Regions from separate parts of the Mus musculus genome. Here region 1 is linked to region 2. The links are chromatin contacts, called in public Hi-C maps. All regions are on one chromosome and are shown on one strand. Each heading gives the region's core, a stretch centred on a gene start, on an enhancer-like site or on the middle of the called end of the contact. The rest is flanking DNA. Distances are from core to core; before and after follow the strand shown. Region 1 overlaps Ralgapa2 (Ral GTPase activating protein, alpha subunit 2 (catalytic)). Region 2 holds the start of A930019D19Rik (RIKEN cDNA A930019D19 gene).

What was found. Hi-C and Micro-C count contacts between places; a contact is called where the count stands out from the background.
Region 1: a Hi-C map of cerebellum shows a contact between it and region 2, with 1.7 times the contacts expected there. The contact joins the enhancer-like site here to the promoter of A930019D19Rik in region 2. A contact is called at or near these places in 3 of 39 promoter capture datasets (the C10 cell line and embryonic stem cells), 7 of 484 Hi-C or Micro-C datasets (the C10 cell line, cerebellar granule neurons, cerebellum and 3 more), 4 of 115 datasets of contacts at active chromatin or transcription factors (bone marrow-derived dendritic cells, cardiomyocytes and embryonic stem cells) and 1 of 9 other capture datasets (pancreatic islet).

The regions. Positions count from the first base shown.
Region 1 is chr2:146,309,009-146,312,228 of GRCm38.p6, forward strand. All of the region lies in intron 38 of Ralgapa2 (Ral GTPase activating protein, alpha subunit 2 (catalytic)), which reads right to left. Among named protein-coding and RNA genes, the nearest start is that of A930019D19Rik, 51 kb to the left of the region's middle. Within about 2 kb of position 1,508, at least 41 of the 459 cell types and tissues checked have an H3K27ac peak or open chromatin away from gene starts, as enhancers often do. A contact at or near this core is called in cerebellar granule neurons, cerebellum, forebrain and 2 more, where this site is marked.
Region 2 is chr2:146,257,616-146,261,014 of GRCm38.p6, forward strand. A930019D19Rik (RIKEN cDNA A930019D19 gene) reads left to right here and starts at 1,671. Exons shown (of 4, transcript NR_040619.1): 1 at 1,671-1,778; 2 at 3,261-3,351. It overlaps Ralgapa2 (Ral GTPase activating protein, alpha subunit 2 (catalytic)), which reads right to left. Exons shown (of 41, transcript NM_001033348.3): 39 at 2,751-2,872.

The sequences.
Region 1 (3,220 bases), core at 258-2,757, 51 kb after region 2:
AGGACCCCAATTCCTCAAGTATCATCCATGCCTTCCAGCTGCCGCTTTGTGCCTGCCATTCAGTCTGTTTCAGTTTAGTTCCCTCTCATTAATTTCCCATCCATAAGCACTCGATCCCACCCACAAGTGTCTTCCTTCTTTTCGGAGATATGTCTTAACTTTTCCCTTTTTGGTAACTCAGTTTTCAGTCCTCTTACACCCAGTTTTCTCCTTCTATATACAAACTCTAGTACAAACCCACCACCTTCAGCATAGACCTGAGACTATTGGCCTCAGTGATAGACGAAGCCAACTACTAGTATACATCTTGTGTGGCCAGTTTGCTGAAAGCAATGTTTCCTCTCTCTCTCTCCTTGGGCTTCCCTTTTCTTATGTCTCTATGGCTACCTCTTCCTTCAAAACCTACTCTTTCACAGTTTCACAGAACTTTGTCTATGGGTATACATTGGATCAGCCCAACCCCTGCATAGGTTCCAACTTGTCCCCTTGCCACTGCTACAGACCAGGCCCTGCCTGTTCTCTCCCAGACAGAACTCCTCCCACAGCTCTGTGCAGGCTCTCGCTGCCTCTGTCTTTGCTGTGTGCCTGTTTCTGCATGTGCCTATCCTACGCTCTGCCATATGGAAGCATCTGTCATTCTCAAATGTAATGGGCTTTCATAGCCTAGTCCATAAGCAAACAGTGTCCTCTCTCCCTTGGAATATCTTATTCACATTTATATTCTGAGTGGTTAGGATGGTGCCTGGCACATGGCAGGAAGGCTGCAAATGCTGACACATGCATAATTGGTTGTGCATGGTGAAACAGAACACATGGTATGGCTTGATTTCCTTCCTACAGTGAGGGGAGATGGGCAGAAGAAATCAAAGGTCTGTCCTGGAAGAAAAGCTCAGGATCCCACTGGAGAAGAAAGAACTTGGGTTGTTAGAACTTTAAAGGGAAGGGTCATTTTTGAAGCTGTGTACATTAGGAGCAGAATCTAGGAATGCTATTAAGCTCACATATCTAAGAGAGGCTCTAGTATTACCATATGTTCATGTACCTGTTAGCTAACAATGAAAGCTAATTTCACTTGTGACAGAACAAGGCATAAAACTACTTTTTCTTAGGCACACTGACTCTCTCCATCAAATATGGATAGTTCCAGAGTAGAGATAGCAAATGAAACGGAGACTATTGTTCTACTGAAGTGGACATTTATTCTAGAAAGCCACCATCTGCTTGATTTGGGGTGAACTCCTCCTAATGGGCACATTGCATATGGCAAGGGAACCTTTTCCCTGAGACAAGTTCTCTGAGGAGGAGAATGAAAGCCCTTGGCTCAAATGCTTATAGGAACTTCTATCAGCAGCCCACAGTTTCATTTTGGAATGTTTAGCTGGCTTGGGAACTGTAAACATAACATGTGGCAAGCTTCCCATTTACTGTGCTCTAGGCAGAGGAGCAGGCCCTGCGAGCGATGGAAGAGGCAGATGGTAGGTGTGTTGGCTCTCACTATTCAGCCGTGCAGTGGCCACGGGACGGAAGCATGCTTGACAGATCTGATTCAGCTCACTGTGGAGGTTACAGGAAGGCACAGGAGGGCTGGGCTGAGCCATTAGAGGGCGCTTTCCATATACAGTCCTACTGTGGGCACATTTTTTGTTTTTTAAGTTATGGGAGACAATGATATTTTTCAGTCTTCTATGTGCCTCTGCCACACAGTTCCAACTGTTTGATCATTAGCCAAGAGAACTGTACACAAGAACTCTTTTGACCCAAAGCTAGATCTACTGCTAAAAAACAAAACAAAACAAAAAGCCCCCCAAAGACAATTTTTTTTTTTGGCAGTACTTCCAATCCCCAGTTAATCAGAAGGGAATTAAAAAAAAAAAAACATTACAGAGTCAGATTGATACTTAACTGTTCACATTTTTACTTTTAGTTAAAATTTACATGAAACTGGATCCTAATCAAGTTTATTCTAAGGAAGTGAAACATCGGCCACCTGGGGAAGGACTGGAGAGGCAGAGATAACTAAGTAATTTCACTGGCTGTCTGCTTCGGGTGTCATCAGCTCAACATGGGCCAGCATACAGTCACTACACAAAAAAAACCAAGTGGCCCCAGGTAAAGGATTTACGAAGGTATGAACAACATGACTGTTGTTCATAGAATGGCCTAGAAAGTGTGGGACACCGATAAGAACAGAGTAGCTTGTCAATGTTCTATTTCACAATTGTAATCTAAATAGTAGAAGCAAAACAGGGACGTAGGGTGGTTATATAAAAAGGTCTGGATGACAAGGAAATTTTTTGTTATTGTTCAGCTCAGTGACCTGTATCTCAAGGAAGCAGGGAGCAGTAATTTTTTTCTCTGATATTTGGTCTTGAAGTGAAGTTTTCTTCTAGGGCAGCACACCCAGGCTGCTTCCTTCCTTAACAAGCCTGGGTTCATACCAATACAGCTTTGTCAAGGGATATACTGCCAGGCTTTGGGGGGAAAAAACCCAAAAAACCAAACAACATCTATCAATGCCTGACATTTGGAGCCAAAGTTCCTCAACATGTTCTGGGGATTTCAGGATGGGTTACAGGCAGGGCTTTCAGGGCCACATGGCCAGAACAGCTGGCCAGGAGAACTGTGTCCTCAGTGACCGACCAAGATTTCATAAAAGCCGAGAGGTTACACTCTTCTCTTCTACCAAAGCCTAACTTGCACTGAATGCAGAAAGAAAGCAGCAGTGAATGGCCACAGAGCCATGGACAACCACAGGGCCCTATCATACCCTCTCTGAGTTGTGCTACCCCCTTGAAACAGCCAATCAGTTGCTCTGCAAACTGCCACAGCAGGAAAGAGATTACAGGTGACCCAGGTTTCCCTTACTATCACTTATTCCTTGCTTAACAACAAACTAACAAAGAGAGGGGTGCTAAAATACACATACATGAACAAGAAAATATATACAGATGAGAAGTTTTTGTACAGTTTTTTTTTTTTACTAAGAACAAAATATACATGCACACATGACCTATGGTATATGAAATGCAAAATTCTATTGATTCCAGGTGATGAGTTGAAAGCTTAGAGATTTGCTATCAAATTTGTATTATATAATTTAGATGAAAAAATTACTGCAAACAATATTTAACACTCCCTTACTGTGAGTGATAATAAGCACAAATGTAAGAACAGTTTAAATTGGAAGACAGCAGGAAAATGGAGAGTGCTTATTCTTCAG
Region 2 (3,399 bases), core at 421-2,920:
TTCTCCTTTTAAAGGAGTTGACAGAAGATGAACTCTTATATTTGAGTCCCATGTCCCTATTCAGAGCTCATGGTGTACCTTGGATAGAAGTACACTCACTCATTTGGGTGCTCTGGCTCCTAGGCCTCTGTGGTCAGGGAGTGTGGCAGGCACAGGCTTTTCCCATCAACAGAGTCTATGGTCAAGCTCAGCTGCACATCTCTCTACAGTGGGGCTGTGCTGCTCTCTGGCTGTGCTGTATTATACAGTGCAGTACCTTCCTTAAAGACTGTATCCTAGGGAAGCCTGTCATATGTATGTAAAGCGCTTGGGCGCCCACGTCCCTGCTTTGATGATGTAAATGGCCACAGACAGTTTGACTGGACCCTGTGTGTAAGAAGTTCAGGGTCCATTTTTCCAGGTGGTCTGGAAGAACAGACTTCACCTCAGTCTCTGAGTGTAAGTTGGCTGGGCTGGGCTCATCTGGTTTTGACTGTGTTTGTCCTAAGAAAATAAAAAAACCACTATGAATAAGTGAAAAGTCTTTTCCTCTGTGAAAATAGGGGTGAAGCTGCACATACACCAGGAAGAATACAGCTCTGAGAGGTGCCCCTGCACAGATGAGGCTGTGAACCCCATTCTCACTGCACTGCCCTCACACTGCAGTTCAAATAGATTGCATTTCTATCTCTTTCCTTATCACTGTGAAGGGCAAGCAGAAGTTGTGAACATGACGGGATGCGGTGCTGATGTTGATCTGAAGGATAAAATCCATTTGCTTTGGTGTTCTATATTTGGTTTCTTGCCCCATATATAAAAGTTCTAATGTCTGTCCTGACAAGCTGTTGGAATTTTTACTAAATAATTAAAGAAAAAAAAAACAGGACATTCTCTAAAACAAAACAAAACAAAAAACAAAAAAACAAAATCTACCCTTCTCCAAAGTGGTCACACAAATCAAAATGCTCCTACAGTCCTAAGAACTGAATTGGTTGAACTTTATTTATACAGAGGCTAAAATATACATAGAAAATAACAGCCATCATTATTTCAATAACATTGATCATCATCAACTTTAAAAATAAAAAGTTAGGAAATATAAACATTTATCATTTCATTTTTTTCTTTTATTTTTAAGAAATGAAATGTTTTCTTAGAAGTTAAAAAAAAAAAAAAACAACAAAAACAAAACCAAAAACAAAAAAAAACAAAAAAAAAAAAAACCAAGAAACAAACCCAAAACCAAAGCCTCTGCTGAGAAACGCCGAGTCCCAGCGTCTCCAAAGGATGGGAAGAGACTGAATGGAGCTGGAAAGCATTAGCTTGCTGTGGATTCCTCCTGTTCTTTCACTGAAAAATTAGACACAATTTTAAACCGCTAGCCAGACTGGGTATGAAATCTTCATTTCCCTTGAAACAGATTTTTTTCTTGTCTTAGATAGAATGCTGGCAGAGCGTATAAAAGAATTCAATTCACAGCTGTTCTACTTTTTTTAATGTAAGAAACATTAATCAAAGCTTTAAGTTATAAGCTTTTCTCATGTTGCTCAGTATCCCAGTTCAACAAAGATCAATAGAGGCCATCCCTGTGTTTCTCTCGCCTCACCAGGAAGCAGAGGCGTGATTATGTAAATGGAGCTCTGCACCTCTGCCAGCTTGCTTATCTCCCAAGCCTTCTGCCTGCTGCTCCTGGCTTCCCAAGCAAGTGCCTGCCTCTCTCTCTTATCTCCCAACAAAGCTCCAAGAGGCACGGCCTGAAGCCAGCGATGTTAAACAATGACGCATGGCTGATTTTATTTGTAAGTGATTTATTTCACTGAATTTAATTTTTTTCACTTTGTGTGTAAGATATTTGTTAACAAGTCAGCACAGGAGAAGCAAGCCTGGTTCAGAAGCAATTAACACAGGCTAGAAATCTATTAAGCATCCTTATAGCTATGCTGAAACCAGGGAAGGTGAGGGAAGCCCCTCATTGAGATTTTCAACATGCTGTACACTAAATATTCCACTTACTGTCTGACAGGCAATTAATCTGTAACAGCACATGAAAATAATTTACCAGTAATAATTTTATTCTTTAAAAAAACCTGTAATAATCATACCAACAATTTAAGTGGCAGGACATACTTTTTTCAAATTGATAGTATTATATAGAAATAGTATGTATCTAAAAATAAGGGAATCCATGGAAAATTCCACTGACCTACTAAATGAAAGCCATTATAATTTACTTTCTAAAGGCTCCACACCAGGTGCTGCTGTGGTCAGTGGCTTGTCCACATGACACTGGTGTACGAGGCCCTCTGTAATGACAGGCCTGGGGACACTGTCCTTCCCTGTCTCTGGCAGTAATCCCTGACCCTGGTATCTCAGCAGCATAATCCCCATTTAGCATTAGAGCGACGGCTTCAACTGTGAGGAACTCTTTTCTGATAAGTATGCAGTGATTTGGGCATCGCTTTTAAACACCATATTCCCAGCTCAGCAAGAAACTCACACTCCTGAATGAACCGGAGCACATTATTGAGAAAAAGTTCATTAACCTTGCTAGATTCGAGGGTTAACAGGATAGCAGAAGAAAGGAACACAGCGAACAGCTCGGATACAAAACAAATTAAAATGAATGTCATCATTCCTTTTGAAATTCATTAGTTGATTCAGAGGGGGAACGTTCTTCTTAAATTTGCAAGCATTTATCTGTGAAAAACAGGTGTACATCTGCTACTCAATACGTCTTAAGCGGGAGGGAGGAGAATCATGTAGACACTCACCCGTTCCACTGACAGAGTAGCTGGGAGAGGGAGAAAAGACTTGAGCAGCGAAATCCTCAAATGTCATGACTTCCCGGTGGTTTTGAATTATTGCTTCCAGATACAGAGCTCGCTCTTCGTAGCTTCGGTAATTAGTTAAGGAGACAAACACACGTGCAATTTTGCATGCAGAGCAGTGGGTGATTTGTTTTAAATGCAGTTACTCAGCTTTCCCGTTCTAATGCTCATCACTTACCCTTGGAAACTCTTCAGCATTTTGCCAGAAAATTAAATATTTGTCACATATAATAGTGAGATGCTAGTTCTTAAAACCTAGGTTTCTTTCAGGTAACATCATATATAATATTACACACACACACACATATATAAATATAAAATGTTACAAAATTATAGCAAAGTGCTGATTATTATACCATCTCGAAGGCTGGCTCAAGCCAGGAGAGAGGTGGTCGAGTAGACCAACATTGGAATGGTATGGCGTGACAGCCTTCCTCTTCACTCCGGATCTAGGTAACAAGGATTCTCATCTCAATCTAAGGACACAAGGAACTGATACTTCAAGTAAGAGCTGGTGATGTAGTGGTGAGCACTTTCAACAAAGGTAAGAAAACATAACCTAGTGGGAGGAGGAGGCTAGGAGTTATATTCT